Regions from separate parts of the Anas platyrhynchos genome. Here region 2 is linked to region 1. The links are chromatin contacts, called in public Hi-C maps. All regions are on one chromosome and are shown on one strand. The core of a region is the stretch at or near the end of the contact, and the rest is flanking DNA. Distances in the headings are between cores, read along the strand shown. Region 1 overlaps DHX8 (DEAH-box helicase 8). Region 2 holds the start of LOC101803973 (G protein-activated inward rectifier potassium channel 1).

Region 1 (3,964 bases), core at 962-3,461:
AGCAAGTCTGGCTTCAGCAAGGGCAGTTCTAGGCTTTCCTGTCATACAAGCGTAGGTTTGGCTTAGTGAGAGCTGTCCCAGGAACACTTAGATGCTCCTCAGTAATCCTTAGTAATTCACCACTCAATTTTGTGTCATCTTCCCTGTTTTATATCATCTGTTTCTGGGTAGACTTAAAAAAGTACGGTATGGGTGATGAGGAGTCAGTGTCTGTTGGTATCTGATGGATGCATACTTTGTGTGTTAGGATAAACAAGCACTTGCTGATCAAAAGAAAGCCAAGTTCCACCAGACGGAAGGAGACCACCTCACTCTGCTGGCTGTCTACAATTCCTGGAAGAACAATAAGTTTTCAAATCCCTGGTGCTATGAAAATTTTATCCAAGCCCGGTCCTTACGCAGGGCACAGGACATCCGCAAGCAGATGTTGGGCATTATGGACAGGTGAGCACATCCGAAAGGATGAGTACTGACTGTTTTCTTAGTGTTCTTACACCATAGTAGCTAAACAAAATGCATTAGTCTGTTAGTAGCTCTACCTGAATATGGAGAACTCTATTTTTTTTTTTCTCCCTAATTCTTCTCTGGCAGACACAAGCTGGATGTGGTGTCCTGTGGCAAGGCAACGGTTCGAGTCCAGAAGGCCATCTGCAGCGGTTTCTTCAGAAATGCTGCAAAGAAGGATCCCCAGGAGGGTTATCGGACACTCATTGATCAACAGGTGGTCTATATCCACCCATCCAGTGCTCTCTTCAACAGACAGCCCGAATGGTAAGGAAGGGCTTGTTACATAATTCTGTTTCAGTTCAGACTTTCTAACTGAGAAGCTGATGGTGTGCACTATTTGTAGAATACAGCTTGAAGTATAGGCTGCTGACTTCTCAGCAAGGAGCAGAGTGAGAAAAGTTTCAAGTCTGCTTTTGGCTCTTTCTGCTGCAAAAATCTGTGCCTGTGCAGATGTGAGACTTACTTTTCAAACCAAGGCTGGGACTGAAGCCTTGTGATTGTGTTCCTGTCTTGTGGAATGGAGTTTCAGTGTTGAAATGCTGAGGGAGAGAATGAATCGTTTTAAACAGAAGAGAGCAGCTTTATGCTGAAGAGTAGGTGTGAGGTAGGAGAGGAAAAAGATGATGACTTCTGGATGGTTCTTATATAGCCTGCATCAGAGCTTATAAAGAGTCTTATGCTGAAAGAGGGAAGAATCAGAGATAAAAGGGTGAGCTTAGATACTGCAGCACTTGCCGTGCCTCTTCTTGTTTGGAAATACTAATATCCCAAGTTGCTCTCTTCTCACAGGGTGGTGTATCATGAGCTAGTGCTGACCACCAAGGAGTACATGCGTGAAGTGACAACTATTGACCCACGCTGGCTGGTGGAATTTGCACCAGCATTCTTCAAGGTTTCTGATCCAACCAAACTGAGCAAACAGAAAAAGCAGCAGCGGCTTGAACCCCTCTACAACCGCTACGAGGAGCCCAACGCTTGGAGGATATCACGTGCATTCAGACGGCGATGAGCCTAGTTCCCCCCTAGACTGTTACTGGTTTTACATTTGTCATTTTGCAGTGTTGAGTGTCCTTTTGGGACTCTTGCACTTCAAGCTTACCTACAAAATGAAAAGTATTTTCAGAGCAGAAGCACAAGGGGGCGATGCTTGCTCATGTCAGTTGCCCCTCAGATTCTACAGCTGCATGACAAATGTCCTGGGACTCCTCAATGTATTGCATCATTTCAGGAATGGTTCTTGAAACACTTTTTTAGTCATTCTCCTTTTTTAGAGAGAAAATCTTAAGACTCAGAAATCTGGGCACTGAGCAGAACAACAACAAAAAGACGGTGATTAAGAAACAGTCGTTCACCAACCTAACCGCTCTGAATGACCAAATAAAAATTTGTTTCTTTACCCTGCTAAAAGGGATTTATTTCAATTTATGCTCTTGGACAGTGGCAGTTTTCTGGGAGGTGCTTATCCTCAGTTTTTCCTATTTTATGCATTTTTCTGGTCACTGTAACTATTTGTCTCTTACGCAAGCCATCTGCAGTGAGGTATTTAGTATCTGTGGCTTTGGAATAATACAAGAAAGATCCCTTGAAACCCGGCTAGAATGTCTGTTATACTTGGACAATGGCACAGGTCAGACTGTAAGCCTTATCCTTCATCACCATCTCCTGTGTGCTGAAGGCTAGTATATCAAATGGTAATTAACCACATCCACTCTGCAGCACGGCTCTGTCTATGAACATAAGTGCTTACAGATGTTTAGACTTTCTCTACAATGTGTCATGTGTTCTATTTCCACTTACAATGCTTGGTGACATCACAACTGTTGTGTGTTTTTTTTTTTTAATAGAATGTTCTCTTACAGCTGAAATGTCTGTAAAACACAGTGTAACAGTTCCCTCTTGAAAAATGGATTTGACGATCCAGTGTGTTTTATGTCATGCTGAAGCTATCTGTAAATTATTTTTTTCTGTTGCAAACAGATGAAAATTATTTGACTCCATTATTTGACTTTTTTTTTTAAATTCTTTTTTTCCCCAAATCTGGGACATTGTTAAAGTTGTTAATGAAATGAGTAGAATGAACTTGGCAGGTTGTCTTCTACTCTACTTTGAAGAATGTTTCTCACTGCTAAGTAGATATATTGGAACTCTGTATCTATGTACAAAGGTGGGCAAGGTTGCTGTATATAGTGTTTTATTATGTTGTATAAATACCCTGAGCTTTACCTTGGTGTTACATCTTTATAAAAAGTTAAATAGAATTAGAAACTTTGCAGGGTTTGAGACTCTTTAATTATGTCACTGTGTGAACATTCTTCCAAGCACATTTTCCTTCTAGGAGCTCTGCAGCTGCTTCTGTTACTGTTTCCATGAAACTTTGCAGTTAATTTTCAAAAACCAAATGAGGTATGTGAAAGAGAAAATGCAAATAGTGAGAGTCCCAGTTGGACAGCATATTTTGGGGTATTTCTGTTCCAAATTAATTTGATTTTTGCTTTTCTTGTGTAGCCTCTTTCTCACCTCATGGTATGGCAAAATGCATCAACAGTTTCTTTGTTTTTGACAATTAGTTTGTTGATAACATCTTTTAATTCATTTGCAGAAAGTCTATGTGGATCTCAGCTGCTTCCTCTGGGAACCCCCCACAACCAAAACTGATAATTTTTTTTTAAAATAGGTTTTACCCACCTATTACATTCTGAAGCTTTTAAGCTTAACATGCTAATTACTGTTGATGTGATTCTTTTTGGTTGGTTTATCTTGTATAATGGTAAAAAGATTCAGAAAACCTCAAAATACACGATGTCATCCCAGCACAAAACCACAGGCATAATGCTTTCTTCTAGCAGTACTTGCATCAGCTGACTGCGTGTTTTAGCCCCTTGCTGGGAGAAAGTGTTTCTTGAGCAATGCTGGATGAGACGCTTGTATGAGCGCTTACCATCTGCCCCTGTCGAAATGGACTGGGTTATCTTAAAAAGTATGAGCTGTAGATTTTCTGGCTCGTTTTCACTGTCCTGAGTTAGCGAACGAGAACTGATAACAAAAGTTTCTTATCTAAAGCCAAAAATTCTGCTGGCAGGGGCCATGAGTCTAGCGTGGGATGTTTTTTTGGAGGTGTTATGTCAGCATAAGTGCTAAAAATTTCCTGGGTAATAGAAGTGTGTATGTGCATGCAATTCCTGCACGTGTCCCTTTGTCAGCTCTAAGTGGCCTTGCCATTAGCAGCTCTTTTGCTGGGGGGCTTGGAAATTTCTCTAAACATGGCAGGAGGGGATGTGCTCGCCAGCGACAGCAGCAGCCACCGCCCCTGCAAGGTCCTCCAGCTCCTGGTAATATTTGGTTAAGGTGCTGAAAAGAGACTTGAGCTGCAATTACGGGGGAAAGCTTTAGCTGCTAGATAAATTAGGGTTTATCTTATACCTGCTGGCAGAGAACAAGCTAGCAGGAAATTAGCTAC
Region 2 (3,964 bases), core at 807-3,306, 130 kb after region 1:
TCAACCCATCCCTCTGGTACGTTTACTACTCCATTTAATTTGACACATATTTGAAATATTCTCTGATTATCAAGAGAGCTTTAATTGCCCACTCTGTGAGAATGTGTGCTTCCTGCAGACAAACTCACTTAGCACCACAACCAAAGTAAATCAGGTTATTTTCCAGACTCTTAGCCAAACAGCATCCTACCCGGCAATGTGGAAAATATATGTTTTAAGATCTCAAAAACCTGGCACAAAACTCAAGAGCACTAGACTTAGATGAGCTAGGCACAGCAGTCAAAATGGTGGCTTCCCGTAGAGGCCTTTCCCATGCTCTGTAAAATCCATGTTAAGACTCAGTTGCTTGGACTAAACATTCAGAAGACTGAAAAGTATTTCACGTTCAATAATTCATCGCTGGCATCCTCCTGTCAATTCTCAGTGCTGGCTTCAAGGCACTAAATTCTGCCACGGGCATGTGACTTTTGAAAGGGGGGGCTCAAAATCATTTATCTACCCTTTCAGCCATACAGTATGAAAGGGATATGTGAGCAGATTCATCTAAAACTCTACAGCACAATTCATTTTGTGTGTGTGTCCTTGCCCAGATGTTTGAGCCACCTCCCTTGCCCAGCAAGAGGCCTGTTGATATGTGGGAAGGGCTAAACACATGGATGCTGCACATGGGGTCAGAGATTAAACAGAGATGTGATATACTTCGTCATGCCCCCATTACCTCAGAAAATAGACCTACTGCAGTTCACAGCCTACATAAATTGTCTGTAACCCAGATCTATTGATCAAAGCCTTCATAAAGCTTCCATAACCCAGATATACCACAGCAGTAAAAGCCCATTTCCGAAAGCGGGGACACTTTAACATCTTCCCAGAAACTACCCTAGTGATGAGGAGGCCAGGAAAGGCACCTGCACACCGAGAAGCTCGTAGGTGATGGCTACTATGTGGATTTTCTCTTCCCCTTGCCTTTGTGCCCACCGAGTGTCAGGGGCTGACCGAGCCAGCCTTTCAGCTGCCTCTTCGCCCACCTCAGCACTAGCAGAGGGACTGCTCCGACAGCTGAGAGAAGCAGGGAACCCTCACAGGGGCTTTTCCACAGCGGCTCAGCGATAACCTGAGGGCAGGCAGGCGGCTCGGCTGCCCCGGCACCGCTCCCCGAGGCTCCCGGGCACGGAGCGAGGCAGCTCCCGCACACCCACAGCGGGGGTTTGAGGCGGTGCAGCTCCGGAACCGCTTCACCGGCCACGAAGCCGAAACTCTGCGAGGGGCTCTGGGACCCCGTCTCCGCCTCCCGCGAGCCCTCTCCCTCAGGCGGAGCTCGCCCGAGGAACCCCGGCGGCTCCGTGCAGCGGAGGCCGCGTCAGAGCCCGGCCCGGCCCCAAAATGGCGCCGCCCCGCTCCCCTCAGCGGGCACCGAGCGGCGCTCCGGGAGCGGTGCTGCCGCCCGGGCGACCGTTACCTGCGGCTGCGGGCCCGAGCCCGGGCCCGGAGCGGTGCTGGCTGCCTGCCCGCCCCGGCGGAGCGGTTCCCCCGGTGCCCGCCTCCCTGTAGCCCGCTGCGAGCCTCGCTCATGCGCCCCTAGAGCCGGTTACGCGCCGCCTCCCGCCCTCATTCCCTCCCCCGAGCTGCCCGGGGCTGGGCGGGCGACAACGGTGGGGTCCGGGGTGGTTGTGAGGTGGCGGCGTGCCCGGGGGGGATCTCCCCAAGATCTCCAGGTGGGTCCGGGCCGGAGCTGCTCCCCTGCCCGGTGTCCCACAGGCTCCAGAGCCGCCCTTTCCCAAAGCACCCCCAGGGAGCGATGGCACCGAGATGCCACCTCAGCCCCCGGCCAGCCCCTGCCACATGTGGCAGCTGCGGCGTGTGGAGGCTTGGAGGAGCCGGCAGTGGCTTTCTGGATTGTTTCTTCACGGGGGGAGGTTAATGTGGAATTGGAGCACACATGAAAATACTTCAGGATAAATTGGGGGATGTTTGGTGGCCAGGCATCAAGGGAGCAGCCAGATTCTTCTTTCAACAGAAACACAAGCCCTCCTGTTTTGAAAGGCCAGCATGTTAGCAATGGGTATTCAAGCCCCAGTACACATCCTTTGGAAAATAGAACAGAATAGGTCACTTCCAATTGAACTACAATGATGATCGAGTCCAACTGCCAGAGCACCTCAGGGCTACCCAAAAGTTCAAGTATATGAATGAGGGCATTGTCCAAACATCTCTCAAACGCTGACAAGCAGCTCTCTAGACAGCCTATTCCAGTGTTTAACAACACTCATCATAAAGAAATGTTTCCTCATGTCCATCCTGAGCCTTCCCTGGTGCAGCTTTGTGCTGTCCCCATGCACACCACCGTTGGTTCACAGGGAGCCCAAGTTGGCATCTCCCTCTCTGTTTCCCCTCAGGAAGCTGCTGAGAGCAACGAGGTCACCTCTCAGCCTCCTTTTCCCCAGATTGTATTATCCCAAGACACAACTCTGCGTGTCACTGCTAGTCTTGTATTTTGTCTACAAATTCCATCCATTCTGGGACTAAGCAATATGAGTTTGTCCAGGAAGACCCAGGCTTCTGCCTTCTACCTGGCGTTATGAAGAACATCTATTGGAGCTGAAGGTCAGGATGGATCCCCACGTATGGGGAACGTGTATGGTTGCACAACCTGAGAAGGGGGAACAGAAGAGGGAAAGCAGAGGAATGTGCTGCCCTGATGGGCATACACAGTATCGTGTGCTTGAACAAAAGAGCATCAGGTTGGCCCATGACTGAAGATGGTATCTACAGGCAAGCAGTATGGGTTTTCTGCTAATTAACCTCAAACACACCCTGAGGTACTCTTTGCACAGTAATCTTGCTGTTTTGGAACGCAGCCTCACCACTGTGTGTAGCAGTAACACTGCTACCTGTAGTGGTAAACAGAGAGTCATAATGAGCTTATTACTGTTTGGATAGGCTAACAAGTGCCAGATTTGTACAGCGCAAGCAGACAGTTTGCTGAATGGTGCATTTCCCTGGCAAGTTGAAGATTTATCTTCAAGGGAATTGAAACCGTACTCTTCTACCCTGGGTGAACACTTGAAACACAGCACCCATTTCATCTTCAAAAGCCTGAAAGTATCCAGACCTGGCAGTGACCGAGGCAGGAATTTTTAAAGACCTAAGTTTCAACTTTGGTACCTGTGGCCTTTCATGAACGTAACCCAAAATCTCTAAACTCCATCTACTTAAGCTGAGCCTAGTTAAGATGGGATTTGTGCCACTAACAGCAGATAAATATTGTCCCTTTCCCATATACTTGTATTCCTATTTTCAATGTAGCACACAAAGAATGAGGAAAAGTGAAAGAATGGATGAGAACGAAGTGTTAAATCCACAATATCTTAAGAATCATTAAACCAGTAAGGCTGACATGTTTAGTTCTTTCAGATTATTCTGGAAACAATACCATTAAAAATTAACAGTATTAATTAAAAATTTAAAACATCCAAAATTAAACTTTGGGCAGACTGATAGTTTATTCAGTTCTCAGTCTAGAACTGAAGCAACACACCATCAGCCGTTGTTACAGACTGTTTTCTAAAAATGTCATTAACTGCAGGCCACTACTTTGTAATGAAGATGATTTGCTGAAAATCAGGTGTTGAAATGAGTGACCTGAATAATAATACTGTTCTTATATAACTGAGAATTAAATTCAAATACTGATTACGTTTCAGAAAGAAACATTACAAATATTAATATGGCAGGCACAAAAGTCACTAGCCTAGCCCTATGCAGAGCTTCTAATGCAAGTAATAATTACCATTGCTGATTTCAGACCTTTTCTGTCCATTAATAAAAAAAACAAGAGCTGCATTAAAATCACTTAAGCTTCTAGGGAGCTGTCTTTCAAGCAGCTTCTCTGCTAGCTGGACCGTAAGCATAACTCCCAGACATAATCACAGTCTAATTCTGATAGACTTGCCTGTGTTTGCTC

Evidence for each region. A called contact is a pair of places that touch in the nucleus more often than the background predicts.
Region 2: a Hi-C map of liver shows a contact between it and region 1, with 2.2 times the contacts expected there. The contact joins the promoter of LOC101803973 here to the enhancer-like site in region 1. A contact is called at or near these places in 4 of 8 Hi-C or Micro-C datasets (liver, skeletal muscle and subcutaneous adipose tissue).

The regions. Positions count from the first base shown.
Region 1 is chr28:1,382,575-1,386,538 of IASCAAS_PekinDuck_T2T, forward strand. It overlaps DHX8 (DEAH-box helicase 8), which reads left to right. Exons shown (of 23, transcript XM_005026111.5): 21 at 248-444; 22 at 592-771; 23 at 1,297-2,781. The coding sequence ends at 1,516. Among named protein-coding and RNA genes, the nearest start is that of DHX8, 13 kb to the left of the region's middle. Within about 2 kb of position 2,212, at least 3 of the 8 cell types and tissues checked have an H3K27ac peak or open chromatin away from gene starts, as enhancers often do. A contact at or near this core is called in subcutaneous adipose tissue, where this site is marked.
Region 2 is chr28:1,512,181-1,516,144 of IASCAAS_PekinDuck_T2T, forward strand. It overlaps LOC101803973 (G protein-activated inward rectifier potassium channel 1), which reads left to right and starts at 2,057. Exons shown (of 3, transcript XM_013100562.5): 1 at 2,057-3,964. MPP3 (MAGUK p55 scaffold protein 3) reads right to left here and starts at 1,616. Exons shown (of 19, transcript XM_038168760.2): 1 at 1,460-1,616.